Linked DNA regions of Macaca mulatta: regions 1 and 3 are each linked to region 2. A link is a contact called in public Hi-C data. All regions are on one chromosome and are shown on one strand. Each heading gives the region's core, a stretch centred on a gene start, on an enhancer-like site or on the middle of the called end of the contact. The rest is flanking DNA. Distances are from core to core; before and after follow the strand shown.

Region 1 (3,645 bases), core at 942-3,441, 190 kb after region 2:
GGTCAGGCTGACCTGGAACTCCTGACATCAGGGGATCCGCCTGCCTCAGCCTCCCAAAGTACTGAGATTACAAGCAGGAACCACCATGCCCAGCCCTCACCCCAGTTTATAGATGGGGGATCTAATGCTTCGAAAGGGAACTGTGTGAGCTCTCACATCCAATGAGGGGCTGAACCGTGATTCAAACCCAGCACCATCTCTGTGGCATCACTGCCCTTGAGTTATCTCCCAAAGGCATCCCAACCAGACTTTTCATAACCGGTCCCAGAATCTCACCAGTGCTCCATAGGATGTGGTTGAGGGACTGTCCCCAAGCCTGGGTGTAGGGTCCAGCCCCACAGGTTCGGTGGGATTTTCTCCCCGTGTGCAGAGATGAGAGATTGTAGAAATAAAGACACAAGACAAAGAGATAAAAGAAAAGACAGCTGGGCCTGGGCAACCACTACCACCAAGACGTGGAGACCAGTAGTGGCCCCGAATGCCTGGCTGCGCTGATATTTATTGGATACAAGACAAAGGGCAGGGTAAGGAGTGAGAGCCATCTCAATGATAGGTAAGGTCACATGAGTCACATGTCTACTGGAGAGCGGGCCCTTCCCTGTTTGGCAGCTGAGGCAGAGAGAAAGAGAGGAGAGAGACAGCTTACGCCGTTATTTCTGCGTATCAGAGACTTTTAGTCCTTTCACTAATTTGCTACTGTTATCTAAAAGGCAGAGCCAGGTGTACAGGATGGAACATGAAGGCAGACTAGGAGTGTGACCACTGAAACACAGCATCACATGGAGATGGTTAGGCCTCTGGATAACTGTGGGTGTTATCCACAAGAGGTGGAGGAGCAGAGTCTTTTCTGAACTCCTCCCGGGAAAGGGAGTCTCCCTTTCCCGGTCTGCTAAGTAACGGGTGCTTTTCCTTGACACTGACGCTACCACTAGACCACAGCCCACTTGGTAACGCTGTCCACTTGGTAACGCCAGACGCTGGCGTTACCACTAGACCAAAGAGCCCTCTGGTGGCCCTGCCCGGGCATAACAGAAAGCTCGCACTCCTGTCTTCTGGTCACTTCTCACTATGTCCCCTCAGCTCCTATCTCTGTATGGCCTGGTTTTTCCTAGGTTATGATTGTGGAGCAAGGATTATTATAATATTAGAGTAAATGCTATAGACTAATGATTAATGATATTCATATATAATCATATCTATTATCTATATCTAGTATAACTATTATTTTGTATATTTTATTATACCGGAACAGCTCGCGCCCTCGATCTCTTGCCTCGGCACCTGGGTGGCTTGCCACCCACACCTGGGTCCTGAGACCCTACCTGCAGAGGAACCACCGCCTGTCCAGCCCCTCCTACACAGCTCAGGGGCTGGATCCCCACCAGTGTGATGTGCTGATTGAGCTAACACCACTCCATGGCTGTCCGCACAGGCACTGAGAGATGCAAGCTGTTTGCCTGAGAGCCGGACAGCTGAGCCCTGGAGAGCAGGGGCCCCTCCCAGGCCTTTGACCTCTTCCGGACTTGCCAAGCTGCTCCTTCTCCACCCCTCCTTCCCTGGGGTCACTTCTTCTTCCCTCCTCAGTCTCTCCTTCCTCCATTTCCTGGGTGACCGCCCCTGCCCCGGGGTTCTGGACCTCCTTGGAACCTTGGATTCACTCTCTGCCTCTCACCATGCTCTTTCTCTGGGGCGTCTCCTCGTGCTTCTCTCCTGGTCACTTCATCAGTACCGACTCCTCCCCGCAGCTTGGAGGCACCCACTTGCTGGTGGGAGAGAGTGTCTGGCGTGGGGCCAGTCTCCCTCTTTGGGTCTCTGACTCACTCCTCACTGTGCCCTCTCATGCGTGTCAGTCTCCCTACCTCTCTCCCTTTTTGCCTCGTTTTCCCCATCCGTCTGTCCCTTCTAAAGCTCTCATTCTTACAATACGCTAGAAGGCAGGCTCTATTATCCCGCCCCTAAGGGTTCACAGGCTTGGAGGGTTCTAAGTGACTTACCCGGCGGCGGAGTACTGATCTTAGTACCGCCTGCCGCCCCGGACTAGCCCCGGCCTCTCCCCACCCTTCCCTAGGTCCCGTCCCCTCCCCTCTCCCGCTCCTCACTTGGCCCCGCCCCTTCCCGCCCCAACTCAGGTTCTGCCCCACCCCGCCCCCGCGCCCCGCCCCCATCCGACGCAGGCCCCGCCCCCTCTCCGCCCCGCCCCGGCTCGGGCGGCCGGAGGACCCGGAGCTAAGGCTCCCGAGCCCGCGGCGGCGGTGGGTACGATGTGGTTCTTTGCTCGGGACCCGGTCCGGGACTTTCCGTTCGAGCTCATCCCGGAGCCCCCAGAGGGCGGCCCGCCCGGGCCCTGGGCCCTGCACCGTGGCCGCAAGAAGGTGAGTGCGACCGAGCTCCGTAGGCCGCGGCCGACCTGGGCCTTGCCTAGTCCGCGCCGCCGGCCCCGCCGCGTCGCGCCCGGCCTGACGTGGCGGCGGAGCCTCGGGGTAGCGGGCCGGGGAGGGGGCGGGCAGTGCCTACGTGGCGGGCGGAGGGACCGAGGGACCGACAGGCGGACAGGGCCGGGGTCACGTGGGCCCGGCGAAGTGTCCCTAAGGCTGACCTGGGACAGCCTGGGCTGCCGGCCCTTGTCTCCGGCAACACAACAGCTCTGGGACCATCTCAGGCCCCGCTGCCCTCCCCCAGGCCACAGGCTGTCCCGTGTCCATCTTCGTCTATGATGTGAAGCCTGGCGCGGAAGAGCAGACCCAGGTGGCCAAAGCTGCTTTCAAGCGCCTCAAAACTCTACGGCATCCCAACATCCTGGCTTACATCGATGGACTGGAGGTACCCGCTGCCTTGCCTGCCCGTCTCTGCCTCTCACTATCTCCTGGTTACCCACTCCTGTCTCCCTTCCTGCCCTGTTTCCACCCTATGTGCCCCAGCACCCCCAGATTTGGTTTCCTCTTCCCCATCTCTCCCCACTTCAAGTCACTTATCTCTCCTTCCTCTCTGCCTCTCTGCCCTTGATAACCCTGTGTCCCCTTCCCCAGACAGAAAAATGTCTCCACGTCGTGACAGAGGCTGTGACTCCGTTGGGAATATACCTCAAGGCGAGAGTGGAGGCTGGTGGCCTGAAGGAGCTGGAGATCTCCTGGGGGCTACACCAGATTGTGGTGAGGTGGGGGGCAGTGGTGATGAGAGCAGGGATGGGGGGTTGCAGGTACTGGGGCGTGATGGCTCCTTCTGCCCCCAGAAAGCCCTCAGCTTCCTGGTCAACGACTGCAGCCTCATCCACAACAATGTCTGCATGGCCGCCGTGTTCGTGGACCGAGCTGGCGAGTGGAAGCTTGGGGGCCTGGACTACATGTATTCAGCCCAGGGCAACGGTGGGGGACCTCCCCGCAAGGGGATCCCCGAGCTTGAGCAGTATGACCCCCCGGAGTTGGCTGACAGCAGTGGCAGAGTGGTCAGAGAGAAGTGGTGGGTACTCTCTCTGAGTACTAGGGGCAGCGCGCCCCAAGCTGCCCTGTCCTGGAGGCCCCTGCAGCCTCAGGACTTCTAGACTAGTTGGTACTCCCTGTTCCCTGCTGCCTGGCTGGGGAGGGAATCAGTGTCCCAGGAGTGAGGGACACTCCTCTGCCCCCAGGGTCCTCAGGGTGGTAGGGCAGG
Region 2 (4,121 bases), core at 1,074-3,573:
CTCTCATCTGCTAAATATGATTTTAAGACATAGGAGGCCCGGCGCAGTGGCTCACACCTGTAATCCCAGCACTTTGGGAGGCCGACGCAGGTGGATCACGAGGCCAGGAGTTCGAGACCATCCTGGCTAACACGGTGAAACCCCATCGCTACTAAAAATACAAAAAATTAGCCAGGTGTGGTGGCGGGCGCCTGTAGTCCCAGACACCCGGGAGGCTGAGGCAGGAGAATGGCGTGGACCCGGGAAGCGGAGCTTGCAGTGAGCCAAGATCGTGCCACTGCACTCCAGCATGGGCGACAGAGAGACTCCACCTCAAAAACAAACAAAACAAACAAAGACATAGCAATGGTAACATGTGTCCTGCTTCTGAAATATTAAAATGAGGGGGGAGAATATGTGCATCTTGGAATTGGTGAAATAAGGTATATTGGAAAAATGATAGCCAGTGTGGTGGCTCACGCCTGAAATCCCAGCACTTTGGGAGGACGAGGCAGGCGGATCACTTGAGGTCAGGAGTTTGAGACCAGCCTGGCCAACGTGATGAGACCCCATCTCTACTAAAATTACAAAAATTAGCTGGGCATGATGGCGGGAGCCTGTTATCCCAGCTACTCGGGAGGCTGAGGCAGGAGAATCACTTGAACCTGGAAGGTGGAGGCTGCAGTGAGCTGAGATTGCACCACTACACTGCAGCCTGGGCACCAAGAGCAAACTCTCTCAAAAAAAAAAGGAAAAGAAAAGAAAAATGACAAGTACCAATGACCAAGCCCTGAGGACTCTGACAGAGACTGAACAGAGGAAGAGGGTGAAAGGAAATGCCAGTGGGGAAGGACAGCCAGGAGGGAAAGGCGTCTCAAAGATCTGGAGAAGAGTTTGAAAAGCAGAGAGTGGCCAACGGTGTAATGGGGGTCGACAGGCCCATGAGGACAGAAAATAGATCTCTAAATCTGCTGAAAGGGAGGTCGTGGTGACAGGAGCTGTTTCAAGTGAACAGGTGGGAACAAAGTTCCCATTAAACTGGATGGAAGCGGGACCTAGAAACAAGGTAACAGAGATAGGGAGTACTATTTGCTTTTAAAGGGTGAAAAGAGGTGATAGTTGAAGATTGACTTGGGCTGTTTTTTGGTTTTTGGTTTTTGGTTTTTTTGAGACAGAGTTGGCTTTGTTGCCCAGGCTGGAGTGCAGTGGCACAATCATGGCTCACTCACCTTCGACCCTCCTGTGCTCAAGCAATCCTGTCACTTCAGCCTCTAGAGTAGCTGGGAACACAGGTGCACGCCACCACATCCGGGTAATTTTTAAATTTTTAGTAGCGAAGAGGCCTCGATATGTTGCCCAGGCTGGTCTCGAACTCTTGAGCTCAAAGCAATCCTCCTGCCTCTGCCTCCCACGGTGCTGGGAGCCACTGTGACTGCCCTCCTCCTGCTCTTTTTTTTTTTTTTTTTTTTTTTTTTTTTGAGACAGAGTCTCGCTCTGTCTTCCAGGCTGGAGTGCAATGGCATGATCTCAGCTCACTGCAACCTCCACCTCCCAGGTTCAAGCGATTCTCCCCCTTCAGCCTCCCGAGTAGCTGGGATTATAGGTACCTGCCATCATGCCGGGCCAATTTTTGTATTTTTAGTAGAGATGGGGGTTTCACCACGTTGGCCAGGCTGGTCTCGAACTCCTGACCTCAGGTGATCCACCCGCCTCGGCCTCCCAAAGTGCTGGGATTACAGGCCTGACCCACCGCGCCCGGCTCCTGCTCTTATTTTTTTATTTTATTTATTTATTTTTTTGAGACCGAGTCTGGCTCTGTCGCCCAGGCTGGAGTGCAATGGCGCAATATCGGCTCACTGCAAGCTCCGCCTCCCGGGTTCACGCCATTCTCCTGCCTCAGCCTCCCGAGTAGCTGGGACTACAGGCGCCCGCCACCACGCCCGGATAATTTTTTGTATTTTTAGTAGCGATGGGGTTTCACCCTGTTAGCCAGGATGGTCTCGATCTTCTGATCTCGTGATCCGCCCGCCTCGGCCTCCCGAAGTGCTGGGATTACAGGCGTGAGCCACCGCCCCCGGCACCGCCTCCTGCTGCTCTAAATAGAAGAGGCGGCCCTCGAACCGAAGCTCCGGGACGCACGCCAGTCTCCGGTTGCGCCTGCGCGTCGGGCTCCCGTGGGGTCCTACCCGGCCCCCGGGAACAGGCCTAAAGTTCTTTCTTCGGTGCTCGCTCTCGTGCGCGCGCCCGGACGGCGCCTGCGCAGAGGGCGAGGAACCTGGTACCCCGGTGCGGTCCCGGCGCCTGCGCGCTGCGGACTTTGGGGCCTCCCGGCCCGAGGGAGAGGAGCAGGGAAGATGGCGGCTGTGGTGGAGAATGTAGTGAAGCTGTGAGTGGTGGTTTCTTTCTCTCCTAGGGCGGCAGGTTTTGTAAAGGGCCTGGGAGTAGGGGGCTGTGGGGAAAGGGACTAGGCGGAGAGAGGGACATCCCCGGGAAGGCCATGTTGCGACTCCTGGTGGGGAGGGCAATAGGAGACTCCGGAGAAGACGTTGCGCTTCTTTGGAAACTTGTGGAGGCCCTGATGGGGGCACACTGGAGCCCCGACGGGCAGCCTCTCTGCTGGGCTGTGTGGCCTCAGCGTTCCTCGGGGCTGACGGTTTCCAGAGCATGGCGCCCTGCCTGCACGCGAGACTCACCGTCCCGGTCCTCTCCCGAGACGCCTCAGTCCGGAGGAGCGGGGCCGAGGCCCGGGCGGCCCCACGGCTAACCCGCCGCCCATCCCGCCCCGTCCCGTCCGCTGCAGCAACAGGCTCGGTGGCCCCTGTGGGGTGCACTGCGGGGCTGGCTGTTTCAGTTCCAAGCAGCCCCGTGATGTTTGGGAGGATCTTGGGTGGCAGGTACCTAAGACTACAAATATTCTTGGGAAGCATTTGTCGAGGAGCGGATCCAAAAGGGGAGTGGGCCTTGGCGCCTTCCAGTGGCAACCATCAAAAACCTGCAACTGAACCAAAGCCGTTCAGGACAGCTTAGTAGCCTAAAGGGGCATCTAAGTGGGCATTCTTCCTATGATGCGATACCGTTGTGCTGGTCAGATTTCAAGCAAAGTTAAAGTTAATAGCTGTTGGGGCCATGGACACTGACCTATGAACTGCTTCCTGTGAGTTAAAGATACTTTGGGACTGACTTGATTTATTCCTACAGGAGAATCAGAATGAGTTTTAGATTGGGTTAATGCCCGGTGGGCGAATAGAGCTTCTTTTAATGGGTATATTGGGCTTGGTGCAAGGGTGGGAAAATTGAGTGGTGTCTAACTGTCCAGTCAGGGTTTTTGGATTTTGGCTGGGTGATGAGGTAAAGGTTCGGTAAGTATTCTAAGGGACTCACAGCTTCTCATCTGTCTTTGTCGTGGCCTGAGCCCCTCTCTTCCTAGGGGCCTTTTTAAAGAGTAAGTTGCTTCTCCCTCCTGCCTGAAGCCTTTTCTTTGAGAATGCTTTCCCACTTCCATTAAGCTAAGTGCCTTTCCTCCTCTTGTGGTTTTTTTTTTAAGTTGCTTTCTGCTCTATCCTGCTGTCTCTTTCAGCCACCCCTCCTCCCAACACTATTGTCTTTCTGATCTGCCCACTCCAGTTTCCCCAGCTCTCTCTTCAGGCTGACATTTTTCTCAATTTAGAAATGACACTGTTGATCTACCATTTATCCAGTTATCCTTTCTGACTCAGATGTTCTTTCTTTGTTTCCCTGTGTCTTTGTTGACTTCCTTCATCCCATTGTAAGGGGATGTTTTACACAAGTTTCTCCAAAAATAAAAAGAAAGATTCTCATTGTACTGGAGGAGTATCAGACTTGCCTAGGTTTTGAGAGTTAAACGTAGTGAGGCTCTTTGTGTTGGAAGGTTTTCCTCGGGGAAATAGGGTTGCCAGTGCTTTCAAGTTGTGTCATAAGTGAGGGGTTGCCCATTTAAACAGAGCATGACATCTTGTTTCTCTTTGAAAAACTGTAGAGGTTGTGAGCATCACCAGCCACTAATTCCTGAATGCCAGTAATGAGAAACCAACTCTCTCCTCCTCATTTCTAGCTGCACAGGGCCTCAGATCACAATTAATACGTACTCCCGCAGAATTATCCCTTTAAGAAGGGGCTTCCAT
Region 3 (3,971 bases), core at 599-3,098, 200 kb before region 2:
GCTCAGGATCAGTTCCCAGTGACGCCCGTGAGCACACTGTGTGCAGAGGCCAGGGAAACTGCACGGCGGCTGCTGACCCACTACGTGAAGGTGCAGGGCCTGGTCATATCACAGATGCTGCGCAAGAGCGTGGAGACTCGGGACTGGCTCAGCACTCTGGAGCCGCGTAATGTGCGGGCCGTCATGAAGCGGGTGGTGGAGGATACCACCGCCATCGACGTGCAGGTGCTGCCCAGGCTGGCTGGCGGAGCCCTGACGCAGGCTGGGGGTGCTGTCCCTTCAAGAGGGGCTGGGGAAGCAGAGGATCACTAGCAGTCTCTGCCTGGAGGAGGGGACATGTGTATCTGGGCTTCTTAAGGGGCCAGTTCTGTAGCCAGGGCGTCCGTGAGGGAACCCCAGGGGAACAAGTCTCCAAGGATGAAGACGAAAGGGGCTGGGCAGTGCCTATGTCCACGGTCTTGTTCCTCCTCAGCCCAGGATTATGACATCTTCGCCCCTATTTTACCTGTGGAGAAGCAGAGGCTCAGGGTTACCCAGGAAGTCAGGGCAGGGTTGGTGCTGGTGCCCATGCTGAGGCTGAAGATTAGACCTCAGACCAACTCTTGTGTCCTGCCTTTGCCCCACTCCACTGGTTCTATAAATAGCGACCACGTACCTACTAAATAGCAGGCCTGGTGGTGACTACCCTGTTATTCTTGTAATGCTTGAGTAGCTGACTTAGGGCATCCTCAGCACCGATGGGCGGTTTCCCCTGGCTCTGGCCTCCTTGCAGTACCCCTTTTTACCACCAGGTGGGGCTTCTGTACGAAGAGGGTGTTCGCAAGGCCCAGAGCAGCGACTCCAGCAAGAGGACCTTCTCCGTGTACAGCAGCTCTCGGCAGCAGGGCCGCTACGCCCCCAGCTATACCCCCAGGTCTGGCTGGCCAGGGGAGCCCCAGGGGAAAGGGACAAAAGAGGGCGAAGGTGCAGAGCGGGCTCTGATTCCTTGTCTCCCCCAATCCAGTGCCCCGATGGACACCAACCTCTTGAGCAATATCCAGAAGCTATTCTCTGAACGTATTGATGTGTTCAGCCCTGTGGAGTTCAACAAGGTCCGACTTCCAGCGTGACTCAGACTTCCAGGGAGCCCGGGGAGGGTTGGCTGGAGCAGCCCCACACCTGCCCAAGGAGCTCCAGGACTCTGTGACCAACTGGGGGTGACCCTGACCCTCCAGTCTCTGTCTCTAGGGCTGTTCTTAGGTAGTACAGAGTGCCCTGCCCCCAAATCCCACAGCCATTGTCCCAACCTTCGTGTGTGCCCAGCCTGAGTCTCTGGGTGCTGACCTGGGATGACTCTGCCCTTGTCCTTATCCCCACAGTAGTCTTGGGGCCTTCCCAGGGTTTTCTGTTCACCCATGGTTCCTGCCCCACCTCACCCCAAGCTCAGGGATGCCTCTGATTGCTGGGCCCTACCTGTCCCCTGCCCTCCAGATGACGGCGCTAATATTGTATCCCTCCGCTCTTATCTGGCCCTGGAGACTTTCTGCCTCATCCCAGCTACTTCCATCGTATGTCTCCCTGGCCCCTGCTTGGAACTTGGGTGACCCCCCCAACACCTGCTGTCCCCAAGCTGCATCCCTGTGTACCTGTCTGCAGGTGTCGGTGCTGACTGGCATCATCAAGATCAGCCTGAAGACGCTGCTGGAGTGTGTGCGGCTGCGCACCTTTGGGCGCTTCGGGCTGCAGCAGGTGCAAGTGGACTGCCACTTTCTGCAGCTGTACCTGTGGCGTTTTGTGGCCGACGAAGAACTGGTGCACTTGCTGCTAGACGAAGTGGTGGCCTCGGCTGCCCTGCGCTGCCCAGACCCTGTGCCCATGGAGCCCAGTGTGGTCGAGGTCATCTGCGAGCGCGGCTAGGCGCAGCCGCTGCCATGCACAGGCCTGTCCCGGCGCCCCATGGCACCCAGGCTCTGGTCTCCACCCGGTGGTCCCCGCAGGCAGGTGTCAGGACCTACCTAATAAACATATGTGGCCTCCTCCTCTCGCTTGCTGGGCGGGCCTTTCCGAGGGCGGGGTTTTGAAGCTGAGGCTTCTGAGGCGCCCGCGTCGGGTCCGCCCCTGAGTGCCGATTGGCTGGTGTGCTGGGCCCAGGATGGGCAGGGGGCGGGTCCATTTAAAAACCCTGGGACAAGAGCGGTCCTTGTCTGCACTCGGTGTCCAGGCAGGTGCAGGCGCCGCGGGGCCGGATCCTCCGCGCGGACAAGTCCATCTCCTGGGAAATGGGGCGGACTGTGTTTCCTTGACCGACTATTGTGAGCGCCCTCTCTCCGGCGGAGCGGAGACCATGGCCCCTCCTGAGGGCCCCCGGGCCCCGCTGGAATTCGGAGGGCCCCTGGGTAATGGGGCAGCGAGAAGGGACCTGGGGCAAAGGCTGAGCGAAGGAGAGCTGGAGGGGGTGAACTAAGAGCGGAGACAGGATCTGAGGATGGAAGGTTTTGCGGGTGTCCGAGGCAGAGGGACCCGGGGGTTTGCAGCGAAGGTGTCTGGAGAGGGAGAGCTGAGCAGGGGTCAGTTCTGGGGGCTGCAGAACGGGGATTTATGGTGTCGACTGGGAGCAGGAGGAGGGTCTTCGAGGGGGGAGCGGGGGACCAAGATGGACGCCTGGGAAGGGAACTGGGAGGCAGCGGGGTGCCTGAGGGCTGAGGAGGGGTGCAGAGGCACACTCTGGGAATGCCGAAAGGGTCCCGCAGAGACGTCAGAGCGCCCGTGGGGGACGGGGCGGGAGCTGGGGCGCTGGGGGCGGACGCCCGATGTGATGGCCCATCCCGCAGGCGCCGCGGCTCTGCTGCTGCTGCTGCCCGCCACCATGTTCCACCTGCTCCTGGCGGCCCGTTCGGGCCCCGCGCGCCTGCTGGGTCCACCCGCGTCCCTGCCTGGGCTGGAGGCGCTGTGGAGCCCACGGGCGCTGCTGCTGTGGCTCGCCTGGCTCGGCCTGCAGGCGGCGCTCTACCTACTGCCGGCGCGCAAGGTGCGGGCGCCGCTCGCGCACGCTCGGGGGAGGGAGTCGGAGGGGCTCGGCGAGGGAGAGGACGCCCCGGGCCTTATCAGAGCCCCCTTGGACCCGCAGGTGGCTGAGGGGCAGGAATTGAAGGACAAGAGTCGCCTGCGCTATCCGATTAACGGTGCCTGGGGGACGGGCCCTCGCGCTGGAGTTAAGCGGCCGGGGGTGGAGCTCCAGCCCTAGCGGGGAGGTCCACGGAGATTGGCCCCCACCCCAGGCTCCTTTGTATGCCTCTTTGCGAGCCCTAGGACAGACGCCGGGGGCTCGCCCTAAGCCCCTCGTCCCCACACCCTTACCCCATTTACTGCTACACTGTGCACCACAGCAGTGGCTGGGGTGATCCTCTGAAGGCCAGGGTGGCAGCCTAATGCTTGGGGCAGGGTCTGCGGCCCCCCTGAGTTTTGGGCTCTGTGTGTGTTCGCAGGGTGGGGATGTGGAGGCGTGCAGCCCCAGGGCTCACTGTGTGCTGTGGTTTAGGCTTCCAGGCCCTGGTGCTGACAGCCCTGTTGGTGGGGCTGGGGGTGTCAGCGGGGCTGCCTCTGGGGGCGCTCCCGGAAATGCTCCTGCCTTTGGCGTTTGTCGCCACCCTCACCGCTTTCATCTTCAGCCTCTTTCTCTACATGAAGGCGCAGGTAGCCCCAGTTTCGGCCCTGGCACCTGGGGGGATCTCAGGTGAGAGGGGTTCTAGGGGTGGAGATGGAGGCAGATCGGGGCGTCTGCCTGTACTCTCCAATATTCTCCAGGCAATCCGATTTACGACTTTTTTCTGGGACGGGAGCTCAACCCTCGTATCTGTTTCTTCGACTTCAAATATTTCTGTGAACTGCGACCTGGCCTCATCGGCTGGGTATGTTGGGCTTGACTGAGCTGGCCTAAGGCCAGGGGGAGGGTTAGGGTGGGTGAGCAGCGCTTGGGCAGGGCAGGGCCAAAA

The links. Hi-C and Micro-C count contacts between places; a contact is called where the count stands out from the background.
Region 1: a contact with region 2 is called in a Hi-C map of liver, with 2.1 times the contacts expected there. The contact joins the promoter of SCYL1 here to the promoter of DPF2 in region 2. A contact is called at or near these places in 2 of 14 Hi-C or Micro-C datasets (fetal cortex germinal zone and liver).
Region 3: a Hi-C map of fetal cortex germinal zone shows a contact between it and region 2, with 2.7 times the contacts expected there. The contact joins the promoter of TM7SF2 here to the promoter of DPF2 in region 2. A contact is called at or near these places in 2 of 14 Hi-C or Micro-C datasets (fetal cortex germinal zone and fetal cortical plate).

Annotation. Positions count from the first base shown.
Region 1 is chr14:8,869,113-8,872,757 of T2T-MMU8v2.0, reverse strand. It overlaps SCYL1 (SCY1 like pseudokinase 1), which reads left to right and starts at 2,191. Exons shown (of 18, transcript XR_013403556.1): 1 at 2,191-2,372; 2 at 2,680-2,820; 3 at 3,027-3,149; 4 at 3,230-3,456.
Region 2 is chr14:9,063,656-9,067,776 of T2T-MMU8v2.0, reverse strand. DPF2 (double PHD fingers 2) reads left to right here and starts at 2,323. Exons shown (of 11, transcript XM_077962410.1): 1 at 2,323-2,365. The coding sequence starts at 2,334.
Region 3 is chr14:9,265,768-9,269,738 of T2T-MMU8v2.0, reverse strand. It overlaps TM7SF2 (transmembrane 7 superfamily member 2), which reads left to right and starts at 1,848. Exons shown (of 11, transcript XM_015113808.3): 1 at 1,848-1,980; 2 at 2,205-2,375; 3 at 2,811-3,007; 4 at 3,107-3,161; 5 at 3,518-3,712; 6 at 3,784-3,887. The coding sequence starts at 1,911. It overlaps VPS51 (VPS51 subunit of GARP complex), which reads left to right. Exons shown (of 10, transcript XM_077962308.1): 7 at 7-225; 8 at 792-913; 9 at 1,004-1,091; 10 at 1,636-2,018. The coding sequence ends at 1,896. LOC144334123 (a long non-coding RNA gene) reads right to left here and starts at 505. Exons shown (of 2, transcript XR_013403575.1): 1 at 1-505.